Linked DNA regions of Mus musculus: all the other regions are linked to region 3. Evidence: chromatin contacts called from public promoter capture Hi-C data. All regions are on one chromosome and are shown on one strand. Each heading gives the region's core, a stretch centred on a gene start, on an enhancer-like site or on the middle of the called end of the contact. The rest is flanking DNA. Distances are from core to core; before and after follow the strand shown.

Region 1 (3,482 bases), core at 430-2,929, 700 kb before region 3:
TCACATAAAAAGCCCAAATAGGGAAAATACTCAATTTGGGGGAAAGCTCTTCAAAAGTTTTAGGTAGATGATTAACACAACCTTAAATGTCATATTTAGTTTTCCAGGCTTGGCAACAGGGTAGCTATGTAAAAATCAGAGAGCTGGAAATAATCAGATTATCTTATAAAGTAAAAGCAGTACAGACAGAATGTAAACTTTTAAAGCATAGAAAATACAGTCTGGAAACACACATATTGATAATAAGAGTCCAAAACTTCACAGCCTAGACATATTTCACTGTTAAGAAAATATGAGAAAAAAAATGGAACATAGAAAGGGAAAAAATGGTAGACACTGAGTAGAAAGAAATTCCACATAATAAAGGAAATGCCTTTTTGTATCCCTTCGACAATTATGCCCTGAACTGATTTGAAGGCCTTCTATGTTGCTAGTTTTAGTTTTGGGTTTTTTTTTTTCTCTTATATTTGGGGACCTTTCAAATTGGCAAGATGAGATATGAAATTCAGTGACTTGCTAGGACATAATAACAAGGCAATCCCCCAAATATATGAAAACAATATATTACTGATCTTGTGGATGGAGAGAACTTTCAAACTGGAGAACAGGGTGACTGCTGGGCCAGCAGGCCGTTATGTAACACCTATTTCATGTTACTCTATCAACTACTTTAGAATCGCTGACTACTTTTTCCTTTTTAAAGACAAGCACTATCCAGGCCGGCTTCCTTTCTCAAGACCTCTTTTTTTTTTTTTTTTTTTTTTCCTCAAGAGACAAATCCTAAATTCCAGATTTCCTGTGCAGGGAATAGAAAATAGAGGGGAAATAGTGTCAGCATCCTGAAGCTCTGCCTTCTAGTAAGCAGTGGTCCAGAGCGACAGGACATCTCCGAGCTCCTCAGAAACTACACACTCAGACACTGAGAACCAGGGGTGGGAGCAATGCCATCTTGCATCTGACGTCGCCCGAGCACCAATTAGAAACGTAATCATTGATTATCTCAGAGTATCCTCAAACTACACTAATAGGTAGATAAGGGTTATGCCTGACTTGTTCTGCATCCATGGGACACACGACCCGGTTAAAGGACAAGCGCGCCCTTTATATTTCCAACAAGAATTCCAAAAGCAAGGGCAAACTTCTCTCCATTCTCAGGGGAAAGCACTCTAGGGGGATGTCATCACCTACAGAACTCCAAACTTAAGCCCTCCTTGTAGTTTCGCCAACTCAATGACCCCAAGAGTGTAGGTCCCTGGGCTGTGGAGAGGACACCCGCATCGGGCCTGAAAGCCCGCAACTCCCTCACTATGTGCGCTGACAGCACCTGAAGTGGAAGGAACAAGGATGCTCAGGGGACAACATCGGGGTAACGACCCCACCTGCCCTGTCCCGCAGCTCGCCTCACCTGCGGAGCCGATTTCCATTCATGGAGCTGGGGGGAGTGCTTCACGAGAGAAGGGTGCCACCACAGAGGCGAGGAGCGGACGCCCTCGGAAAGCTCCGGGCACAAGAGGCACAGTCGGGAGAGACAGACAGCCTGCAGCGAGGTAAGAGCGGCGACAGTCCTGAGTGAGGACGCTGGAACCAGGTCCGGAACTTGCGTCGCCCACAGATGCTGACGCGTGCAGCTTCCCGACCCGCCAGCCGCCCCGCCGCCGCAGCCGCTCGCTTTTCCCGGTCGCCCCCGGAAGCCCGCTCGCGTCACTTCCGCTCTCCGGATCCCGCCCCGCTCTCCCTCCGGGTCGGCAGCTCGCCTGGAGCCAGAGCCTTGCGGGAGCAACAAGGTCTGGGGATCTGTGGGCGGGTGAGCCGGTGCCTGGCTGGGGCGGAGCCGCGGATGGGCGGTCGCCCTGCACCCGCTGTGCCTGACGGCGACAATCCCGAGCGAGAGGCCAGCTTTCCCCGTGCCAGCCTCCCGGGTGAGGACCGCTGCTTGAGGCGACATCGCTGCCTGCCCGCGGAGCTTACCTGAGGTACATCCTACCTGAGAGTGGCGGGTGACCAGCCAAGGGCATCCTCCCTCCCAGCTCCGTCTGCCACACCCGCTTGGAGCACGTGCACTAGGCGGTGACCACAAGTTCAATATAGTTTTTAAACGGATGAACAAGAAACGGGATGTTCCATGTATACCAGATGGAATTACGTTTATGTTTAAACAGTCTCCCAATACGTTGAGGAACCTAAACGACCTTCCGGTGTTTAAACACCTGCTAAACCTTCTCTTCCTTGGGACTCGAGACTTTTACAGCTAAATTGGTCAGCCTCCAGTTTCCCCGATCCGATCCAGTCTGGTGCTTTTCTGCTGACTTGGAACCTTTGGGAGACTAGACCCAGCTCATTATCCGGCAAATAGTCCGTCTTTTAAAAATACTTGGCTTCGTGAAACCAGATACTTCATGCAAGCTTAGCAATGATTCAGTATTTTTCCCCGTGTCCCAATGAACCAGTAATGTTTTGACATATATTTCTTTTTTAAAAAAGAGAATTGAGAAAGATTTTATTTTCACGATCCCTTCCCTCCCCGTTTTGGGTTTTTGGATTAGTCACTTTATCTTTGGACTTTAGTTTCCTCATCAGAAAAACTGAAAGGAAAACAAAAAACAAAAACCTCCCAAATGTTAGTAACAAAAATATTTACAATAGTTACAATTTTGAGGTACTTAATAAATATGCTGACTACATAATAAACATTTAATACATGGAAGTGACTCCAAGCCACATCTAGCACACCAATTCTGCCTCTCTTCCTGTTGACTGAAAAGAAATACTCTTATCACTTTTAAAATATCACATCCTCAGATGAATGAGCACATCTTAAAAGTCATGTTCAAGCTCTGATTATATACAATCCATATTGACCTAAGCCATAAGAACTAAATCTCAGACTTGTGGAAGGACCTATCCTACCCCCAATCTCTTGATTCTGGAACTAGTTCTTTGAATGAATGCAAGCTCAACTAGCTTCCAGAAAAACATGGTGTGGTGACAAACAGCATGCTTTTATTTGTTTTCAAATGTGTGTGGTGGTGTCTGGTCTCTGCACTTCTGGTGTCTTGGAGGCAAGAAGAGGGTGGCAGATTCCTGAGAACTGTTCAAACAGTTGTGAGCCATCCTGGGTGCTGGGAAGCACTTAGGTTCTCTGGAAGAACAGCCAGTGATCATAACCACTGATTCATCTTTTCGAAGGTGCTGCCTTTTTTAACACTGAAGGAAGATTTGCGTCCTTAGAGTCAGTGAAATCCAACAAATATCTGTGATGGGTTCCTATCTACTTTTGCTTTTACTGTTTTAGGGTAAACCCACATGAAAAACTCATGAATTAAAATTTAAAGTAGGGAGGCAAAAAGGTCTAGGAGATTCTTGCCGATGAAAAGTTGTATGAGACTTTCCCCTGGCCAAATACTGTTTGGGGTAACTGATTTCCAAATGAGCCTAATCTTGGGGACATAAAGTTTTGTGTATCTTGTTAACTGCCACACCTT
Region 2 (3,242 bases), core at 659-3,158, 800 kb before region 3:
AGGACCTTTGCTTCACTGAGAGAAGACAGTTACAGAGAATGGACTCGTCTAATGAGTGCCTCCCGGATCCTTCAGATAGCCAGTCCACTCCCTCCTTGTTGTTCAAACTCCATTTCCCCTCTTCTCAGGTGGCCCCTGTGTCCCACGTTCATAGCTGTAAACACATTCCTAGTCTTTGCCAGCCTGGTCATAGGTAAAGGTCACCCTCGCTCACTGGGGTCAGGTGTTGCTCTTTGCCCTTCTCTCTATATGCTCAGCACATGTCTGTGAGTGAGGGGGCACTGTGTGTCCTCCCTCCTTTTGCTCTGTGCCCTGGTCTTCCTGAGGGAGCCGTTCTTCTTTAGTCCTAGCTGGAGGACTGACCTCCTGCCTAGTTAGACGGCAACTTGAAGGCATCCATCTCTTATTGCCAGTCCCTTATGTAGGACTGGGCTCCAGACTCAAGTTGCAATGTTCGTAGAGTTGGAGCAAAGGAGAATCTCTCTCGTTCTCTCTCTCTTTTTTTAAAGATTTATTTATTTGTTATATGTAAGTACACTGTAGCTGTCTTCAGACACCCCCAAAAGGGCATCAGATCCCACTGCAGGTGGTTGTGAGCCACCATGTGGTTGCTGGGATTTGAACTCAGGACCTCTAGAAGAGCAGTTAGTGCTCTTAACTGCAGAGCCATCTCTCCAGCCCCAAGGAGAACCTCTTCTGCAGTGTTACTGGGACCATACTGTAGGAAAAGGAGACTGCCAAAGTGAGCTCCCCCCAAAGGGAAACTCAAGGCCAAGAGGAACCAAGCAAGCTAGTTAGGAGTTGAACTCCTGGACTTAGCACTGCTGGAGGCCAGAACTTCCTTTGGACTCTGTCAGTTCTTTCCACTCAGACCCTCTTAAAATGTGTTTCCTGCAGCCACAGGGTCCCAACTACCACTCAACCTAAAACACACCTTTTTTTTTTCCATCTTACCAAACCATAATGAAATAAAATTTGTCTTATCTCTGCTTCCTTTAACACCCGTTTTCCATGTTCTCGACCAACTCGACATGGTTTTCTGGGTCCAGACTACCCTGACTTTTCTGTAACACACCAGTGTCCTAGTCTTGAAATTCTTTCCTCTGGTTTTGTTACCATCCTTCCTACTTCTCGGCACACCCCGTCCTTCCTCGCTCCTTCCCCTACCTCTAAATGCCTCTTAACTCGTGGAGTCCTCTGGGGTTCTGACGACGGCCCCCTTCTACTATGTTACATGCTCTTCAAGAAGAACCAAGTCTTCTACTGACATCTGACCTGGAATCTGAGGACAAGCTGCGTTTGCAAGCGAAAGGAAGGGACATGTCTTAACAGGCTAGGGACAGCCCTCGCCGACGCCCACATCGGGCCAGCAGTTTGAGAAAGCTGGTCACGACGGAACTGGCCACGCGGGAACTGGCTCTAGCCAAGGTTTTAGGCGAGGCCTGCGCTCTGAATGTGGTCATGGCTGGAGACCTACAACCACGGAGAGCTGGAGCAAACCGATTCGATCCAGGGGCCTTCAGCCTCGTGACTTCGTGGGAGCTCGCCGCAGGAGCCTCCACCTCGGCAGCCTAGTCTGCGCGCGCGCCCCCGAGTCTCGGTCCCCTCGCCCAGGGGTGGGGACCCGATCGGTGGTGCCCCGCCCACCTGTCCGCGCGCTGCCCGGCGTGCCCGGGTCCGGCTCCAGGCTCTCGACGTGACTCAGGACTGATGCCAGGCTGACGGTATCGTGTGCCTCGTAGACAGCGCCCACGCAATCTCCCAGCAGCGCGCCCGCCAGGCAACCTCGGAAGCGCGAGATGGAGCGGGCCGCACTTGCCCCGCCGCCCCCCGCCGCCGACATCGCTGTAGCTGCTGCCGCCGCAGCCACCGCCATCCGCGCGCGGACTAGTCGCCACTTCCGGCATCGATGCTGCCGCCTCTTTGGTCGTCTCTTCCCCGCGGCCCCACAGCGCCCCCTTGTGGCCCGGAGTCTCAGCCTACGTCCTACCCCACAGCGCCACTCAACGGCTGGGAGTCTCAGCGCCCCATAAGTACTCGCACGCTTCGCTTTGGCGCTCCCTACCTTCTCATTTGTAAATGGCACCACAAATGCGGCCGACAGCTCCCTAAAATCCCGCGGAGGACCCTTTGAAAAGCACCTGAACAAGAATGTTGCCCACTCAAAGCCACTGCTGCCCGCGGGCGATCACCTGTATCTTTACACCCGTATTCCTTCTGGAGTCGCTTTGGACTCGACCCCTATGAAGTCTAGGCGACTCCATCGCTCAAGTGGACTGTCTCACTCGGTCAGCCACTCTCATGGGGTAGCAGAAAAGAGCCTGGCTTGAGAACTCCATTTTTATTATTTTACTGTCCCCTCACTACTCCCCCCTCCCACCAATCTTGTGTCTTCCCTCAGCCGCCAAAGCCTAGGTTAGCTCCAGCTGGCAGATTTTGAGTGGACTCAGTGTGCGGTTTGTCGTGCGCGTGAAGGTGTCCACCTGGGGCACAAATTTCTCAGCCGGCACCGTCAGCTTGCGTCGGGTGTCCATACACTTGGTGTCCAAGAGCAGGGTGTTGGTCTTGCACGCGATATCAGCCTGTATCCGGGCCAGGTGCTTGAACAGGGCATCCAAAGCGTTCCTGTAACGCAAAGCATCGGGAGCTCAGAGCCCTACATCAGGCTGCAGGGGCCAGGACATCTCACCAGCATAAAGCCCAGAGAGACCAGCAGGCACTACGGCCCCATGGTTGAGCAGTGCCCCCCACTATTCCTGCCCACTCTCTAAACCTACTGTGTTTGGGCCAGCTTCTGCTTCATGGTATTGATGGTTGCCTCTAACTGGTGGACTTCATCAATGAGGCCATACTGTGTCTGAAGACAGAGGGGCAGGATGGGGTTTTCAGTTCAGCCGCAAGACCCTTCAGCTGGTCGCATAACTGCCTTGGACCAGAATGCTTGTTCCACAAGAAACGTGCGAAGAGGGGTAATACTGAGGTCTCCTTAGCAGACAGGGGTGGTCCCCACCGGGGCCCCTTGTACCTGGTCCCGGCAGAGCTCCACATTGGACCGGTAGGTTCTGGACTCCAGCCGGGTATGTGCAAGCTTCAAGTTCATCATCTTTCTACGCAGGTCCTCCTCCAGGCGCCGAATGTCTCCCTGCAGCTCGGCTATCTCTTCTAAGGTCTGTGGCAGACATTACTGTTCTCCACCGGCAAGACTCACACTAGGGCTCCCAACTGAAGCTTCAGGGCAGGGT
Region 3 (3,337 bases), core at 44-2,543:
GTTGGGCGCCTGACAGTCGGACTTCTTGGTAAGGACAGTCGTCTGATTGATGGTTCTTTCAGTTCTAGTTTTGCAAATGGTTCCCACTTTAGGGAGCAGTTTGGTTTTAGCCTCATCACTGTGGCATTTGCCCCATTTAAGGCCTGGTCTGCTCTGCCAGACTCGCTGCTGCTTGGAGCTGGCTTTGCTTCTTCACTGTCATTATGCTTTTGGGTGAGTTTTGTCTTTCCAAGGTTATCTATCACAGGAGAAAGTGACTCAGGGGAAAAAAAGTGACAAAACAGAGTTAAGTTAGGCCAGCAACCAGTACCTTCCTGCATGACCAAGTAGGCATGTGCACTTTAAAAACATGAGCAGTTTTAGTCACCAGCCATATCGCCAGCCCTCCGAGAGTTATGTAGATGGAAGCAGATCCAAGTACGTGGCCAGTAAGCATGAACAGTGGGAGGGTTTGAGACCATAGGGCTTCTTTTGGACCCATAGACCAGGGCTTGGGAATTATTTTATTTTATTTTATTTTGAGACTGGCCTTTGCGATATAGTCCTCACTAGCCTAGTTCTTGCTGTGAAGTTCATTCAACTCTGGGCAGTCCTCAGGCCTTATCCTCACTAGTTGGGGAATTACAGGCACATCATGCGTGGCAGTAGCCAGCTTTCATGAAAGGTCAGATAGTATTCAGTGGCTCAGCCATAGATGGTATACAAATGGATGCAGGTCAACACTTTCACCCTTGTACCCCGAGGTGTTAGTTTTATATAATTTTCAATTGTTGTGAAAATTCCTTGAACATTGCTTAATCATTTCTAGAATGTTATTATTTTCCTTATGGGTGTGTGTTAAAAAACTCGACAACCGGAAAAAATTGGTCCTCTGTTTGCCAGTGCAACCAAGTAAGGGATTCTTTAAATATCTTTCTCATTTTTCTTTTGGTTGAGCAATGGGAGGGGCAGGTATTTTAGGCATAGGTGGACCAGAAAAACTTACAGTTACTGCTTTATTGCTCATTAATTGTAGGGTTCACTGATTTTCTAGTAACTTTCTGAAGGCCATTGTGCAACTTCCATACAGCTGCAGACCCAGAGACACTCAGGGAGTTGGGTGGTGTCAGATTCCTCTAGCACGGGTGGGTTTGAAGGCCAGATCGCGTGGACACACACCCGATACTCCGCACCCTCCACAATGAGTACAGCCTGTAAGGAAAGGCCTCAGTGGGCGGGTCTTAGCGGAGGTGGCCATCAGTGGGCGGGGCTGAAAGTTGGGCGTAACCGGGTGGGCGGGCCGGACCGACTGTAGTCTTCCGGTAGGGAGGAAGAGTCGTCCAGGAAGGCGGGCGCTGCTATGTCGTTCAGGGTAGGCGTGTTGCGGGTTCTGCTTGGCGTCTTCTTCGCGCTCACCGGGGCTGCCAAGCTCTTTCAGGTCTCGGCCCCCGTGTCACAACAGATGGTGAGCGGCACCCGGGGAAGGACAGTGTGTGCTCGGTTCCCGGGGGCTTCATGCCTTCGGGCTCGAGGCCGCCTGGGCCTTTCCTCCTATTTTCTACACCTTCTCCAGGTGGGAGGGCACGGGACTTAACTGCTGGCTGAGCATGTTGTCCCCAGGCCGATTTAGAGTTGGAGAAGTGATGGGACTCAGGAGGTCCAGGAAGACAAAGTGAAAAAGTGACCTAGCACCCCTCTCCACCCCACATCCACCAACCCATTGTTCCAGGTTGGGGAGGCAGAATTTTACTTTATTTGGTTTTTGTTTGTTTGTTTGAGCTGGTCTTCTGAATGTGTCCCTCTGGCTGGCTGGCCCGGAGCTCACTCAGTGTAGTGGCTGGCCTCGAACTTGCAGAGATCCACCTACCCCAACCTCCAGACTACTGGGATTAACGGCTTACCTACCTTAGAAATCTTTTTTAAGCTTGAAACTAGTCATGATGGTAAAATGTAATTTACCAAAACATTACACAGCTATTCAAGCAAGGCTCAAAGTAGACCAATCTAACTAGACTCCTCAGTGTCCCACGCAGCCTGGGACAGAAGCATAGAAGTCACTGACTGTAGTTCCTTATCCCGAGAGGGTCTACCAGCAGTTTCCAGACCCTCAGAGAAGCCAGGCTCTGTGGAAGACCCCTGTTGCCACCTCCCAAGCCTGGGTACTACTACGATTTTCTTCTCCTTTTCCTCCTCCTCCTCTCCTCCCTTCCTCCTTTTTTCTTCTTCCTTTCCTCTTTCTTCTTCCCCTCCTCTCCTCCCCTCCTCCTCCTCTTTTCTTCTTTCTTCTTCCCTAAGATGGTGGGTTCTTTAGGATAGATATGGTAAAAGCCAAACAGCTTAAACTCTCTGCAGGTGTGTCTCATGTGCGGCCCTTGGACCACATACACTCCAGGATAGCTGTCACTGTAGCCCAGCATAAAAGTGTAAATTTAAAATCCGTGCTTTTTTTCCCCCTTTCAATTCAGCTGTGGGGTTCTGGAGCAGCTCTGTAGGTGACAGTATGGAGCTCCCTCCTTGGAAGCCAGAGTAGGACAGGCAGGGCTGCTGTTGGACCACAGGAAACAGTCCTGAGGGTGGAGCAGGCCCAGGGAAGGGTCTGAGTAGGGTGTGTTACACCCCCTCAGCTGTTCCTTGTGTCTGCCACAGTAGAATCAGGACCTGCATAGAAGATGGAAAGTGTCAGTCATTCTCTAAGGAGTCTATCCATCCCACCTGCAGATATTCAGAGAGAAGAGAAACTAGACCTGGCACAAAGAGAATCTGTAGCCCTTCCTAGGCCCTGGCCCTAGATGGGAAAGCCAAGCCCTGCTCCCTTCTTCTGGGATTTGAGCTGGGTTATCATCTATGGAGAGGTCTGGTTAGGACATAAAACCGACTACACCTGAAGCCCTTTTTCACACGGGCACGTCTGTTCCTAATTCCAAAAGCCAGCCCTATAGGTCAAGGTCAGCCCCTCCTTACCGGGCTCTTAAACTACTTGTAGCAGTTTTGTTAAGGGAGCCGGTTATAGGCAGAGGAGGTCTCGGTGGTGCCTTCAGGCACTGCATTTTCTGATAAGTAGTACTGACAGGCGTTCCCTACCACTCGTAGAGAGCCTTGTTCGAGCAGTTTGCTGAGGTGTTTCCATTGAAGGTGTTCGGCTACCAGCCAGACCCTATAAGCTACCAGACAGCTGTGGGATGGCTGGAACTGCTGGCTGGGTTGCTGCTGGTCGTGGGTCCACCTGTGCTACAGGAGATCAGTAACGTGCTCTTGATCCTACTCATGATGGGTAAGGGGGCAACTGGGCTCTCCTGGGGATGATAGAAAAAAATCAGCGGTTTTTCCTTATGCGGTCCTCTCTTTTCTGGGACTGGGA
Region 4 (3,389 bases), core at 543-3,042, 960 kb before region 3:
CCTTCTGCAGTGCCAGCTCATCTGGGGCCTCGGGTTGGTAGTCAAATAGGACCCTGCAGGTCTCAGGGCAGGAGACTAAAAGAAGGTCACTCTAGTGTGTAGCCCTTCCCTCCGCAGCCAGTGACTCCCTCCAACAACCTAGCCAGTTCACCTCCCACATAGATCTGGTACCGAGGGAGGGCTCACCTGTCCGCAGGTAGTCTGGAGGGCTGTCATATGTCAAGTTGCTCAACTATTGGGGGCAGAGAAAGGGGGGAATGAGACAAGTGTCAAGCCATTTTAAGAATTCGCTGGGAGTTGGAGATTTAGCTCAGTGGTAGAGCGCTTGCCTAGCAAGCCCAAGGCCCTGGGTTCAATCCTCAGCTCTGGGGGCAGGGGGGAAAGAATTCGCTGGCTGTGCCCACCATGACCCAATTTACCTTAGGAGGCCTCTGTGAATTTGGGGTAATTGGCGGTATGTCTGTATTTCCAAGGCCTGCAGAAGAAGAATCGATGGTGTTAGGGAGGTGCTAATTTAGCTAGGTCAAGGGAGGGGGCCAAAGGGGTCACGAGGTCAGGAGGGTCACTGGGAAGATCGCTGAAGATTGCTGAGTCTGGTCCCAGGGGATCACAGGGTCACGGTCTCACTTGGGGGCCCACTGTCCAGCAATTCCACAAAGTTGGATGGGAAGGCTCCCAACTGCCCGTTCTTCTCTCCCAGCCACCAGCCGTCCTCAATCTGGGGAAGGGGAAGGATGCGGGAGCATCTGGTTCTGTCCAAGAGTAACTGAGGTGTCCATCCTTGGTTCTACCCAAGGACTACATCCTCCCCAGCTGCCTCCCTTCCCATCGCCCCCACCCTTACTTCACTTTCTTCTGTGTGAATAGCTGCAGCATCTCCCCAAGTGCCCCCAGGACCCCTCACCTCCTTTATCACTTCCAAAATCTCCCCAGTTTGAAGCGTCAGCTCGTCTGCCTGCTCTGGGCTGTAGTTGAAGTTCACTCTGCACCATCTTTGGGGGTCCCGAGAGTTGATGGGGTGACCTAGGCCAGACAAGCAGGGAAGCAGCTCTGAGCAGGGAGCCCCGTCTGCAGCACTGGGGAAGAGTTGGACCCCAGAACTCCCTTTAGTAGCTTCAGGCCCCGCCCTCGAGCGGAGCATTGTACTTCAAGCCAATCAGGGGGCTGCAAAATAGCCGCGGGTGCCCCACCCACAGCCGTCATGTTCCACGCGGGCAGTGAGGCCCCACCCGCCGGCCCAGCGCCCGACTCACGGCGACTACGGCGCGGAAAGCGCGGTCTGGACTCGGTGACGCCCCGCAGGGCCTCCGGAATCTCCTGGGAAAATCACATAGGGGCGGCACTAGGCACAAGGCCCGAGGCTGAGGCCAGGGCCGCTCCTGCTCCCCCGCGCAGCCATACCCGTACCAGGCCTCACCTGCACCAGGCGCTTGGGGAAGCGACCGCGGCGGCCCCGCAACTCCCCAAGCAGCCAGCCCCGAGCGGGCCCCGCGCACACCTGCCGGATCACGTCCCCCGGAGCCAGACTCAGCTCGTCCTCCGTCTGCGCTCGGTATCTGGCCAGGACCAGGACCTCTACGGGCGGAAGCGAGCTAAGAAAGGCTGTGGGGACGTCCGTGGACTTTGCCCTTCGGAAAGTGTTTAGAAGAACCCACCCCGAACCCCCACACACATACCCATGACTTCTGGGGCTCCCTGCGCAGCCTGACCGTCAGGCTGGGCATTGGGTGCTCGGAGGGCGGGCGAAGCCGCCAGGCGGTAGACTGGATGTGGATGAGGCGGAGACTCGAGTCATAGGTCAGGATCCAGGTAGTAGGAGTGGGCGGCCTGGCTCAGCAGGTTGGGCCCCAATTCTTGAAGGAGGAGTCCAGGGTCTCAGCCCAGGGCTGGGGTAACAGCTTCCCCAAGAGCTCTACTTTAGCCAAGTCTCCCAACCTAGGCCAGACTCTATGTCTTTTATAACATTTCCTGGCCCACCCTCTTCTGGCTTGCAAGTTCTTAGCTGCAGGGGAAGGTGGAAGAGGTACATACCAGGGTGGGGCCATTCCTGGGAAAGTGGCCCCAGATAGAGATACTAGCTCCTGTCTCTGAAAAGCTATGGCGGGTATATTCCAAACTTCAACCCCCCCTGAAGCTTCGACTCACTTGGGGGCCTAGTTGGATTTCTGATAACTACTGCAGATTCTCCTTGGGGAAAGGCAGCAAGAATCAACTTTTAATAAGGGCTGGCAAGAGTCTGAAGGTTAGGGTCCACCCAGTTTACCAGTTGGGCTAGGCTCACCTCTTCCTTGTGGGTTAACATATAAAGGCCGAGCCAGCTCACTGCAGCCTTGACCCCTGCCCCAGCACCAAGGAAGCCAAAGTCCTGACTTCTGGCATGGTAGCTAGGTTTGGTTCTTGGAGGAGTCAAAAACACAGAATGCACAGCCTCCACTGAGAACAAGAAGTCCTTCTTCCCAGAGACGAAAACTATGGTATATTCTATGGGACCTATTAACCCAGGGTCACTCACACAAGCAACAAACACAGTCCGTTTACATCTGCCACTTCATTTATTGTTTTTATTTGCAGGAGGAGTTGAAACAAAAATTTAAGGGTGTTTTTTTGTTCTCCCCTAAACATGAATCATTCAAGTAAAACCAACATAACTATTGAAATTAGCAAAGTAAAGGGAAGTATGCACAACAACCCAAGAGCGAAGGCTGGGGAGGGAGGAGGGTGCAGTCGGCGTCCAACAGATGCGCGCAGGCAGCGGTTCACCTGCTGGGGACCGCTGCCCCGGAAGGCAAGCACAAGGACCCTTTAATGAGGATGCCCCCCAACATCTGAAAATGTTTCAACCCAAAACGTAAGGTTAAAGAGAAAAAAAAAAGGAAAAACCCAAAAACACACAACCCCACAGACCACCCAGCCATAACCACCATCCTTAATCATAGGCGTTTCTTTTCATTTTATAAAAAGATTAATAAAAAATATTGAAAAAATTATTTTCTCATCTTGTATTTGTAAAGATAATAGAATTCAGAAGTTTCTTAGAAAACCGTCCAGAAACTGCCCTCCAGTTTCCACTCCTCTTGCTGAAGACCAGCAGGACTACAAAGGTTGGGACACTGGAGCTGCTGGTGGAGAATGGGAAGCCCAGCCCAGGAGAAATGAGACAGAGCAGGGTGCATGGGGAGGCTGGGAGCAACTCCACGGGATACATGGCTGTGTAGAAAGGGGAACACGAGGTGGTCAGAAAGGCCTTAAACTCCTCCTCAACATACAAAACCGGTTTGTACAAGATCCAAGCAGTTTGGTCCCAAACTGAGGTGAACACTTCAATTTTTATTCACATGCTTTGTTTTCTCTTAAGAGTCAAAGTTGCCCAAATTAAAATCTTTACACTA
Region 5 (3,543 bases), core at 783-3,282, 860 kb before region 3:
TTTTTTTTTTTTTTGAGACCGGGCTTCTTGTAGCCCAGGCTGGACTTGTACACGCTGTTTGACTGAGAATGACCTTGAATTTCTTACGTTCCACTCTTACTGCCTTCTTTTCTAGGGAACAGGAGATGAGGGTCGGGAGGGATATCTGGTTTCCTAAAAGTCTTACTCCCTACAGGTGGTAGAGAGGGAGAGGGAGGGGCTGGAATTCAAAATTGAAGGGAGAAGTCCAAGAACTTGGGGCCTGCTGTGTAGGGAGTTCTGTCTTGTTTGTGCTGGAGATGAGACCCAGGGCCTTGCCCATACAAAGCATGCGCTCTACTCCTGATCCCTGACAGCCACCCCAAGGAGTTTTCAGGTTGCAGTCTGAGCAAGGATGAGACCTTACAGATCAATACATGTGCCCCGCCCCCACCCTTAATTCAAAACTGATGACTCGGAGAACTGTCCCAAAGAAAAGGCAGGGCCAAGTTCGGGAATCAGAGGCAGAGAGGGGGGATAATGAGTCCGTGAGAAGTCAAGGAGAGGCTCCACCTCCAGTCTGTCCAGAACCGCCCTGCCTGACAGCAGGCTGGGTGGGGTCAGGCGGCTGCCTGTGACTGTGACTCAGGTTTCTGTGGGCAGCCAAGGCAGCCGGCAGGGAGGAGCCCAGACCGACTGACAGGCTGGCCAACTGCTGTTTTCACCTCAGCTGTCCCCTCTCCTGGGAATGAAGGAGGCTCTGGACTAGCCTCACTGCTACTCTCCCAAGGCTACAGACTTCTGTCTTCTTCTTCTGCTCCCTTCTAGAGACCCTCATGCAGCCTCCTGAGGTCGTGCCACAGGATGGAGAGTCAGGGATCTCTGCCTCTAGGGAGGCCCCGGAATGTCTGTACTACAGGGAGAAGGCTATAATAATGATTGGTCCTATAACCTCAGGGAAAGACTGGGAGAAACCCTTGCCCCCCTCCAGCCTTCTCCTAGCCTAGCTGGCTCAGTATCTGGACAGAGCAGTTGTCATGGTGAAGGCCGGGTGGTACACAACAGTATATAGTTGCTGCAGAGACAGACAAGCAGGCTGAAGCGAGGAGACCTGAATTCCAAGCACAGTGCCCACAGGGCTGACCACTAAGGAGAGACGGCCGGAGCCAAATCCAAAGGGCTGTGGTCAGTGATGACAGGGCTTTGCCTCTGTGAAGGGTAAGAAGGGTTTGGTCAGCTAGCACATTCCTCAACGATTGTTGGGCTGTGTTTGGATCTGTTGGACTGTCTTGATAGTGTAGCTCGAAGGGAATCACATTTCCTCTGTGCCTTTTCTGTGCCCACGATCTGTGCTCATGTCTCATTAATATTTACAGCAACTGAAAGAACTTCAGCATCTGGCCTCAGATGGCAAGCCTGGGATTAGAACTCGGCACTGAGTGCCACCACAGCCGGCATCTTGGTTTTTCTGGGAACTAGGCAGGGTAGCTGTTCTAGAGAAGGGACGGTAAGTGATTTGGATTTGTTAAAAAGGCCACAAGTGTAAGGATGCAGGGCTTGGCTGTGTTTGGGGTTTGGGAACAGATGGCAGTTGAAAGAGAAAGCCGTTAACTATCCTGACATAGAATATGTGGTCATGCAAACTTTTTATAATGAACTTTAGACCTCTGTGTGAGCCATCGCTAGTTTTTCAGGACATCCTGGGCGCTTCTGGAGCTGATCTGCAGCAACAGAAAACAGTTCGAAATAGGGACTTTCCAAGACCAGTCTGGGAGAGAGAAGAATTTGCAGAACATCACAGTGCCAGTCGTGGGGGAGGAAAATAAGGACACTCTGTGGACAATGTAGGACTACCACAAGGTGCGGATGCCACCTAGCGGCCATAATGGTGCAGCCACCCGGGCGCTGGTAGCATTCCGGAGCTGCAGCTCGAGCTGAATCACGGGTGGGACTTCCGGGTAGAACTGCCGGATGCTGTAGTCTGACTTTGGTCAGCCGAACCACAAGTCCCGGGGTCCTCTGCGCCACACCGCGCAGGCGCAGTGAGGAGGGGCCGGTCAGTCCTAGACGCTGAGGGGCCGCGGCTGGGTTGAATCGGCGACTCCCGGGGTCTGGGATCTGGGTTGTGAGGAGGTGAGGTGAGGCGGCACTGAACGGTGGGCACCATGTCGAGGCAGGCGAACCGTGGCACGGAGAGCAAGAAAATGGTAACTGAGCGCGTGACCCGGCGGGCCGGGCGGAATCGAAGCTTCCTGGGAAGGGGCCTGGTGCTGGCGCTCCAAGTGATTGTCAAATGAGTCCTGCTGTGAGCTGTGGGATGGGGAAGTCCCAGTGTGGGTCATTCCCTAGGCGTCCGGCGCTGGGGCAGCTTGGGGGGACCCCTGAGTTGCCCCTCCGCCCGCTACACCCAGGTCTCTCGGGGTCGAGTGCTAAACCAACAACAGCGACGGTAATCAATAACAGTACCAACCATTTACTGATCTCTTACTGTGCGTTTGGTGCTAGGCTATTGCTTCCATTATGTCATTATCACAAGGTAACCTCTTCTAGGTGGATAATGTTATGGCGTTTTACAGCTCAGTGAAGTTTATGGGACATCCAGATTTACACTTCGGAAGAGTTAGGATTTAAACCCATGCCCCTCCATTTCTACAGTGAATATTTCAGCTTTTCACTATGCTTTAGGCATTGTGAGACTTAGACAGTGGTCTTGTCAGAAGGGGACTTGCCATCTAACATTAAGGAGTGAGCCGGCCTAAGTATTCAGTGGCCCCTGTAATGGTTGAGAGGATAACTGTGGTTCCTTCCCTAACCTGGGAGTAGTGGGACAGGATATAATCCCAAAAGGCTGGGCTGGGCTGGACTGGGTCTGGAGAGTCAGGTGGATATCAATTTTCTCCGAATCCCAAGGAAAGAGGCTTTCTTGTCAAGTGTTTTTTGTTTGTTTGTTTGTTTGTTTTTAGTGTATTCTTTTGCAGAACTGCCCATGCTGTGCCTTTGCTTTGGAGTTTCAAACTGAACATCTGGGAGCGGAACTGTAGCTCCAGTTGGTAGAGTGTCTGCTTAGCATGCACAAGGCCCTGAGTTGAATTCCCAGCACCACGTAAACTAAGCTTGCTCATGCATGCCTGTAATCCCAGCCCTCGGATGGTAGAGAAAAAGGGTCAGGAATTCAGGGTTGTCCTTAGCCCGAGATAAGATGGAGGCCAGCGTAGGCTACTTGAAGCTACTACTTGAAACTATTTTTAACACACAGAGTGTTGGGGACGTGGGGTGTGGGGCTCACATCAGGTTTGGGAGGTAACTCAGTGGTAGGATGCATATGCAGGATACTCTGAATTCAGACTTCAAAAAACAGCGGGACCAATCCGAGGTTGCCTGCCTGCTGACTAGATCTGGAAACCTATGTACTCCACTCTGGACAGTATGATTCAGTATGATTAGACTTTGTGTCTTATACCAGGAACAGCCAGCACAGGTGGAATCCCTGTTATTCCAGGCTGGTTCTTCCCCACCCCACCCCACCCCACCCCCAGAGCTGAGACTCTAACCCAGAGCCTTGTGCTTGCTAGGCAAGCGCTCTAC
Region 6 (3,415 bases), core at 492-2,991, 590 kb before region 3:
GAATAGAAGTTTGGTACAGTCCCAAAGCCATAAGCATCCCTTTATCTATAGGAACATGTCTGAAATAACAGCATAATATGCTGAGGTTTATCAAATATATATAACAATATATTTGACAATCTGTAACAAACCAATGTGGTTTTTTCCCTTTAGAAACAGTCTATGTAGTCCAAACTATCTTCAAACTCTTACTCCTCCTCAGCCTTCCAAATGCTGAGATTATAAGTATGCACCACTACAGCAGGCTCAAACCTGTTTGTTTATTTTATAATCAGGGTCTCAAGTAGCCCAGGCCTACCTCAAACTCACTTTGTAACTGAGACTGGCCTTGAACTCTGGAGCTCCCTGCCTCCACCCCAGAACTGTTTGCATTATGAGCATATGCCACCATGCCCAGCTAAGCCGATTTATTTTTTGAAGGCTTATGACATTTGACTATGTGGGCTTTTTAAGAAAACCTTAAGCAGCAAATAAAGATAGGATTTAATCGCTCAGTTATGTAAATATGTTCCAAGTTAACAAACCTGCAAAATTTCCAAATGCAAACAATAAACCTAATTTTCTATGAATTTTAAAAACATACAACTAAGTCTACTATGTAGACAAGGTTTGAATATGAAAACTAATTCCATCACTGCCCCTAAACCTTGCCCTACTTAGCCAAGCCATTAGCAACCTGTTGTAGGGCTTGAGACAGGAGCACAAGGCTCCAAACGAAGAGTATTCGTGAGAGTTTGGAAAGCTTCCTTGGGTTGGAGCAGAGAGCGAGAGAACCAGGGGCCACCCATAACCAGCAAAGAATCACAGTTTCAAAAACACTTTTTCGTTTGATTTTAACAGCCTCTGATAACCCAATTAAAAGGGAAGGCAGGGCATTGATGCCCTTGCTGGAGAGTATTGGATTGTCATTCCAGAGCACTCTGGGACTGACAAACTGACAGATACCAAACTTCAGAGTTTTGGAAAAAGAACGGACATTTCTCCCTTTGGCTTTCAGGGACATGAGTGAGTGGGTCTCTCCTCCTCATCTGAGGAACCAGATGCCAGTGCAAAAGAAAACAGGGATTCTGCCCCACACCAAGAAAACCCTTGACAGAAGGTAGAAGGCCTTCCAGGTTTGGGCCGGGCCTCGGCGTGCCCCAGACACACGGTCCCATTTGAGGCCCCAACTAGCCTCGCGGCGACCGTGGACAGAGATCTAAGGTCCGAACAGGTCTGCCCTACCCCGGGGAACTCGGGTCACCTCTTGAGCCTCCCTCCCTTAGACGGGTCCCGAATAGACCTAGAGTCTTCAGCTGGGGCGTGGTCCCCGCCCCCCAGGGACGAGGGCATGGGACCCCTTCCTTCCCGGGGCCTGGCAGCCGGCAGCCGGGTCCGCGAGCGGCGGTCGGGCAGCGACAGTCCCTTCCGCCGGTCTGTCTGCCCTCCCGAGCCCCAGGTCTGACCCTGGTCCGAGCGCGCTCCTCACCGGGTCCCAGCGCCTCCATGGCGGCGACGGGGGCCGCCTCGCTCCGGTCCCCAGCGCCTCCCGCTCCGGGCCCCGCCGGAGCCGCGTAACGCTTGCTCTCTGGAATATTGGCGCTGAAGCGGCGCCGCGAAGACGCGGGCCGGGGGCGGGCAGGGGGCGGCGGCGGCGCCCAGTCCGGGGACAGGGACCCGACTCTGTCACGGCTCTTCCGGCCTCAGCGACAACAAAAACAATCCCGGCCGCTGCCGCCGCCGCCGCCAGCTGGAACGGGAGCGGGAGGCGGCGCGCGCCCGCCGGGCGGGGCGGGGGCGCCAGGCGCCTGCGGTCCCGGGTCCCGGCTAGCGAAGGGGGCGTGCGCGGCCCCGCACGCGCGGGGTCCAGCGAGCCTGACCGAGGCAGGGGGCGGGGTGCGGCAGGGACGGGCGCGCGCCCGGGGGGCCGAGCCCAGAGGACGCGTCAGGCGCGCGCCCGCCCGCCCTTCCACCAGCGGGCCCGCTCGCCTGCGGTCCCGCACGCCGCTCCGCCGGTCCCCATTCTGGCAACCTTCCTCCAAGTCGCCATCGAAAGAGCTGGATTCCAGTCCTTGATGACCCACAGGCAGCAGCCCTCCACTTCGTCCTGAGACTCACCTTAGGAACCTGTCCTCCATCGCTCCACCACCACCAGAGATGACCCCTGGACACTTCAGGCACAATCGGTCCTTCAGTCACCTTCAGTCATTCCTCCTACTCCACCCCCACCCTCACCCCGGACACCACATATCCAGTCACCTTCCTTCCCTGTGCAGGGAAAGCAGGTTCTGTTCTGGGTCCCAAGACTGGTCAACATGTCACCAAGGCAGCAGGTAGCTCAGCGAGTCAAGTGTCCTTAAAGTTTCCATTCAGGACTTCCAGTTAAGACAGGACCATAGGCTGTCTGGTCAACTAAACGGGCAACGGCAGTCTATTAGTTAAAAAGGCACAACACTCTCATTCTAGTTTGCTGGGGCCCACCATTGGGTACCTCAGCTTAGTGCAATAGAAATGCGTTTTCTCTCAGTTTTGCACACCGACAGTCTAATAAAATCAAGGCGAGTTGGGGCAGGGGGTGTGATTTTTCTCCTTCGGTTGTAGAAATCTATCTTCTTGTGCTATCACACGGTCTTCCCATGGTAACTTCTATTCAAACCGCTCCTTTTTGTTTGGTTGGTTTTAATTAATTTATGTGTATGAGTATTTTTTGCCTGCATGCATGTGTTTGTGCCTGGTGCCTCCGGAGACCAGAAGACCAAATCGAATCCCCTCGAAACAGGATTACAGATAATGTAAGCTGTGTAGGGGCTGAGAATCAAACCTGGGGCCTCTGCAAGAGTATGAGGTACCCTTAACCACTAAAGCCATCTCTACAGCCCCCAACTTCTTTTTCTTATAAGGAAGATGGCTCAGTGGGTAAAGGTACTTTATAACATTGACAGCCTGAGTAGGAAGTTGGAGAGTTCAAGGCCAGCCTTTGCTACCAAAGAATTTAAGGCAATCCATGTTTTAAGAGACTCCAGCCCAGTGTAGCCTTTAATCTCAGCACTAGGGAGACTGAGGCAGTTCAGAGCCAATTCGGTTTACTTATGTAGTGACTTCTAGGACAGCCAGGACTGCAGAGTGAGACAGAGGAGACAAAGACAGGCAGATCACTGGAGCTCACTGTACATACACACACATACAGTACATACACATACATACACACACAGATACACACACAGATATATACATACCACATACACACATAAATACACACCACACACTTACACATGCACATGCATACACCACACACACATCACATACCTGCACATACACATACACATGTATGCACACACACATACAAATCCACACACATACATACACACACACACAGAGAAAGAAAGAAAGAAAGAAAGAGAGAGAGAGAGAGAAAGAAAGGAAGGAAGAAAGAAAG
Region 7 (3,593 bases), core at 619-3,118, 660 kb before region 3:
AGCCCTTCACCTGGCAGCTTCCTTCTGTCCTGTAACAAACAAGCCCCCTTTCTTCATCACCCCAGAACCCATCAGACACTCGTCAGGATAAAACCATTAGCAATTCAGGACATAAGCTTTCGTCAGTCTGTCTGGACGTGGGTCCTACTCTATAGTCCCCGGGTTTGTTGGTAGTAGTTTCCAACCTAGAAAATAAGGATTTACACTCTACCTAACAAGGCTATCTGTGTTTGGGAAAATACAATCAGTACACATTACAGATCAGTTCCTCCTTGTGTGTGTGTGTGTGTGTATCCTCTAAATAGGAAAAGTAAGTTAGAGCTATTATCAGGTCAATGCTGCCCCACCCCCAACATCTTGCTTCTTTTTTCTTCTCTCTCTCCCTCTTCTCTCCCCTCTTTGGTTTTCTTTTTGTTGTTGTTGTTTTTGTTTGTTTGTTTGTTTGTTTTTTGGAGACACTGTCCTGGGACTCGCTCTGTAGACAAGGCTGACCTTGAATTCATTCATCTGCCTGCCTCTGCCTCCCCAGCGCTGGGATTAAAGGCGTGCGCCACCAGTGTGTCTGCCTAACAACTTGTTTCTATCAGGCAGACAAGCTTGGCAGCTTTGAGTCTAATGACATGCTCCTGACGTGGGAAAAGATCCACTAGGAAACAGGAGGCACAGGTATATAGAGAGATTATATTGTGATATAGAGTCAATTCATGGAAAAGGAGGGCACTATCTTCAGATTAAAAGCTCCCATCTCTTCTCAGGAGTGGTCTAGAAACTTGAAAAACATGTGGGCCTAGTTTCTCAGTGACCAACACTTTCCTAAGGCCTATCTTCTGAGAGAAGTAGCTCATAAAGCAAGGCTTTGGTCCCCGTCCATCCTCATGCAGCAGAAAATGCACTCTGGCAGTTGACCTCGACCCTTTCTTTGACAAACTGCTACTCCGGGGTTTAAGGACCAAGTGTCAGAGACCGCCCCCCACCCTTCCCCCAAGACAGAAGGCAATTCCCATTTGTACTACGCAAACAGAATCTGCGAGACTGCACACTCCTCCTAAACCCAGGGGCACAGGAGGGATACTCCAACAGCCACGCCCCCACCACATAGGGCAGCCCTTCAGGCTGGTACCTCCGCGCATGCTCCCGCGCCACCACTCAAGTCCCCAATCTAAGGGGGGAAATCCCTGGTCTAAATCCCCACCCACCGCCCCCTGACCCTCACCCCCGCTTCAGGCCCAGCTGGGCGGAGCTCAGAGGCCAGCCCCGGCGCCTACTCCCCAGAGACATTAGCTTAGCCCAGCCCAGCACGGCCGAGCCCCCGCCCCCCGACAGGCGGTAGTTCCAGGCCCATCTGTGTCGCCCCCCTCCTCTCCAGGACACCTGGAGCCCGCCCCCCTGCCACCTGCCGGGCCTCCCCATAGGCCTCCCCAGACCTCACGGAAGGACACCGTGCATTCAGGCCCTTCTCCCAGGTTACTTCTCACCCTCGGGACAGTATACTGCTTCCTAGGACAAACAGCCCGGGTCTCAGATCTTCACATGGTTCTCAGCCGGAACTGCATACAACCCCCTTCAAAATGGGCCCCCCATCCCCTGAGAGCCCCTCTCCTCACTCTGCAACCATGCTCTATGCCGCGAGAGCCTATAGGGCTTTGGAATACACACTGCTCCCAGTCCCCGAGGGCCCTTACCTGCTCCCGAGGGTCCCGCTTCCATCCCATATACCCGTGCGGAGGACAGGCGGCCGGGAGACTGAGGAGTCCAGCGTGAGGGGCCTAGGTACCTCGCACTTGCACTGCTCGGGCTCCCGGGCCGGGCTCGGCTCCCCCCCGAAGCCCGGCCGCTCGCGCTGTCGCCCCCGCAGCCTCCGTTGCCGCCGCCGCGGAGCCTGCAGCAGCTCCCCCTGCTAGCGCCCGAGTAGCTGCCAGTGCGCAGGCGCGACCGATGGGCCCATGGGGCGGACGGGAACGAGTCAAGCGGGGCGCTCGACGGCAACAAAGGCCAATGGAGAGGGGCGGGGGCGCGGGGACCGTGCAGCGGCCTCTGGCGGCCACTCGTAGCCGTGCAGCCTGGCGGGAGGGCTCCAGTGGCGGAGCCGCGCAGTGGCGTAAGAGGGGAGGGGCTGGGCGACACCCCTTCCCCGGCTGCAGCCTGGGGCCCTGTCTTTTCCCTAAACAGATCTCTGGAAACCTATCCACAGCCCCGCTATCAACACAGAGCCTGGCTCCCACCCATTCCCCGACCCTCTCCCCCTCCAACACCCAATCACTCAAAGGCCCTGCCTCCCACCTCTCCCAATCACCCTCACCCTTAAGTCTTGACTGCCTCTGCTAAGTCAGTCTTTCTGTGTCCCTAGTCGCTGATCTCATTAATGCCACCCACCCTTCCAGGCTGCGTGCCTGGCGCTGAGACCACAAATGTGTTAGAAACCTTGCCTATTCTGGCCGGTGTAACAGTTTTGACACTGACAGAGCTCTCTATCTGCAGGAAGCACCTGCCTCCACTTTTTCGTCTGCAGAACGTTTGCTCCTACCAAATCTCTTAATGACGTTTTGTGTCAAACCCCAAAGGCTAATTTCCTATTATTTCCCTGCAGCATCTGAAACTATATCTCTTCTTAAAAATTAAAAAAAAAAAAGACTTTCCTTGGCTTTCACATTTTCTTAAGTCTCCTAATGTCTGTCCTGAAGAGCTTTCTTCAGTGGCTCCTCTTGTTTTGTTCACTGTAGTGACCTGAATTTTATATTCTACTCTCCCCTTGCCTCTTCACAGCTTCATCCACTTTTAATGCCCAAATATCTATACGTTACCATGTTGCAGCTTCATATTTCCTACTGTCTGCTGGACAGCTCCAGCTGGATCTAACAATTCAAACTTAAGTCCAAACCTAACCCTTTCTTTTTCCCCTACAAAATACATATATTTGTCCTGTCTCAGTGAACTGCATCTCCATGCCAAAAATATCAGCTCCTGTCTCCCTTGTCTATTTGCTATATTCAACTGTGTCTTGACATGCTTACCTTATGAAGTGCTCTCAAAGCATTCCCTGTCATTCTCATAGTCTCTAGTGTGGGTACCCTTTTCTTACCTTGCCAGAAGCACCACAGCTAATTCCTTGATCGTCTCACATAACCTTCTCATTTGGTCTGCTGCACTGATGGGGTAATTACAGAGAGACCCAGCTCAAACGTAACTTACACACACACACACACACACACACACACACAAACGCACGCACACACACACACACACACACATTTTTTTGAGACAGGGTCTCACTATGTGCTCTTGGCTGGCCTGAGACTTGTTATATAGATCAGGTTAGCCTTCAAATCACAGTATTCAGTTTCTTCTGCCTCCCAGGTGCTGGAATGAAAGCTGGCCACCACCACTCCCAGCTTCTATGTATTTTCAATGTTCACCTTACATCAGATGCTATACAAAGGAGAAGGAGTTTAGGAGATGGATGATGTTCACACCTTACTAGTGAGATGAACTTAAAGACATTCATTTTAGTATGCCTAGCTTCCTTTCAGCTTGTGAGTTGCCTTCGGAGTGAGTCATAGGCCTTATGCTGAGTAAAAGGATGTATGTCTCAGGTG

The links. Promoter capture Hi-C pulls out the DNA fragments that hold promoters and counts their contacts. Capture Hi-C pulls out chosen DNA fragments and counts their contacts.
Region 1: a promoter capture Hi-C map of adipose tissue shows a contact between it and region 3, with 2.3 times the contacts expected there. The contact joins the promoter of Ago3 here to the promoter of Tmem35b in region 3. A contact is called at or near these places in 3 of 39 promoter capture datasets (the C10 cell line, hippocampal neurons and liver) and 1 of 9 other capture datasets (adipose tissue).
Region 2: a contact with region 3 is called in a promoter capture Hi-C map of liver, with 5 times the contacts expected there. The contact joins the promoter of Adprhl2 here to the promoter of Tmem35b in region 3. A contact is called at or near these places in 5 of 39 promoter capture datasets (cranial neural crest, hippocampal neurons, liver and 1 more).
Region 4: a promoter capture Hi-C map of liver shows a contact between it and region 3, with 2.7 times the contacts expected there. The contact joins the promoter of Sh3d21 here to the promoter of Tmem35b in region 3. A contact is called at or near these places in 3 of 39 promoter capture datasets (liver and pre-B cells).
Region 5: a promoter capture Hi-C map of pre-B cells shows a contact between it and region 3, with 3 times the contacts expected there. The contact joins the promoter of Trappc3 here to the promoter of Tmem35b in region 3. A contact is called at or near these places in 4 of 39 promoter capture datasets (the C10 cell line, liver and pre-B cells) and 1 of 115 datasets of contacts at active chromatin or transcription factors (bone marrow-derived macrophages).
Region 6: a contact with region 3 is called in a promoter capture Hi-C map of hippocampal neurons, with 2.4 times the contacts expected there. The contact joins the promoter of Ago4 here to the promoter of Tmem35b in region 3. A contact is called at or near these places in 7 of 39 promoter capture datasets (the 3T3-L1 cell line, cranial neural crest, hippocampal neurons and 3 more).
Region 7: a promoter capture Hi-C map of liver shows a contact between it and region 3, with 2.2 times the contacts expected there. The contact joins the promoter of Ago1 here to the promoter of Tmem35b in region 3. A contact is called at or near these places in 3 of 39 promoter capture datasets (the C10 cell line, liver and pre-B cells), 1 of 484 Hi-C or Micro-C datasets (embryonic stem cells), 2 of 115 datasets of contacts at active chromatin or transcription factors (embryonic stem cells and large pre-B cells) and 2 of 9 other capture datasets (adipose tissue and liver).

What each region holds. Positions count from the first base shown.
Region 1 is chr4:126,427,863-126,431,344 of GRCm38.p6, forward strand. It overlaps Ago3 (argonaute RISC catalytic subunit 3), which reads right to left and starts at 1,680. Exons shown (of 19, transcript NM_153402.2): 1 at 1,406-1,680. The coding sequence starts at 1,424.
Region 2 is chr4:126,319,795-126,323,036 of GRCm38.p6, forward strand. Adprhl2 (ADP-ribosylhydrolase like 2) reads right to left here and starts at 1,909. Exons shown (of 6, transcript NM_133883.2): 1 at 1,648-1,909. The coding sequence starts at 1,876. It overlaps Tekt2 (tektin 2), which reads right to left. Exons shown (of 11, transcript NM_001357262.1): 9 at 3,026-3,169; 10 at 2,778-2,857; 11 at 2,327-2,625. The coding sequence ends at 2,412.
Region 3 is chr4:127,124,750-127,128,086 of GRCm38.p6, forward strand. Tmem35b (transmembrane protein 35B) reads left to right here and starts at 1,294. Exons shown (of 3, transcript NM_001099319.2): 1 at 1,294-1,444; 2 at 3,070-3,250. The coding sequence starts at 1,340.
Region 4 is chr4:126,161,549-126,164,937 of GRCm38.p6, forward strand. It overlaps Sh3d21 (SH3 domain containing 21), which reads right to left and starts at 1,793. Exons shown (of 16, transcript NM_001162533.1): 1 at 1,677-1,793; 2 at 1,418-1,575; 3 at 1,254-1,317; 4 at 905-1,023; 5 at 628-718; 6 at 420-475; 7 at 187-232; 8 at 1-75. The coding sequence starts at 1,680. Thrap3 (thyroid hormone receptor associated protein 3) reads right to left here. Exons shown (of 12, transcript NM_001356455.1): 12 at 2,534-3,389.
Region 5 is chr4:126,260,373-126,263,915 of GRCm38.p6, forward strand. Trappc3 (trafficking protein particle complex 3) reads left to right here and starts at 2,033. Exons shown (of 5, transcript NM_013718.2): 1 at 2,033-2,165. The coding sequence starts at 2,124.
Region 6 is chr4:126,531,717-126,535,131 of GRCm38.p6, forward strand. It overlaps Ago4 (argonaute RISC catalytic subunit 4), which reads right to left and starts at 1,742. Exons shown (of 18, transcript NM_153177.3): 1 at 1,469-1,742. The coding sequence starts at 1,487.
Region 7 is chr4:126,466,715-126,470,307 of GRCm38.p6, forward strand. It overlaps Ago1 (argonaute RISC catalytic subunit 1), which reads right to left and starts at 1,869. Exons shown (of 19, transcript NM_153403.3): 1 at 1,683-1,869. The coding sequence starts at 1,707.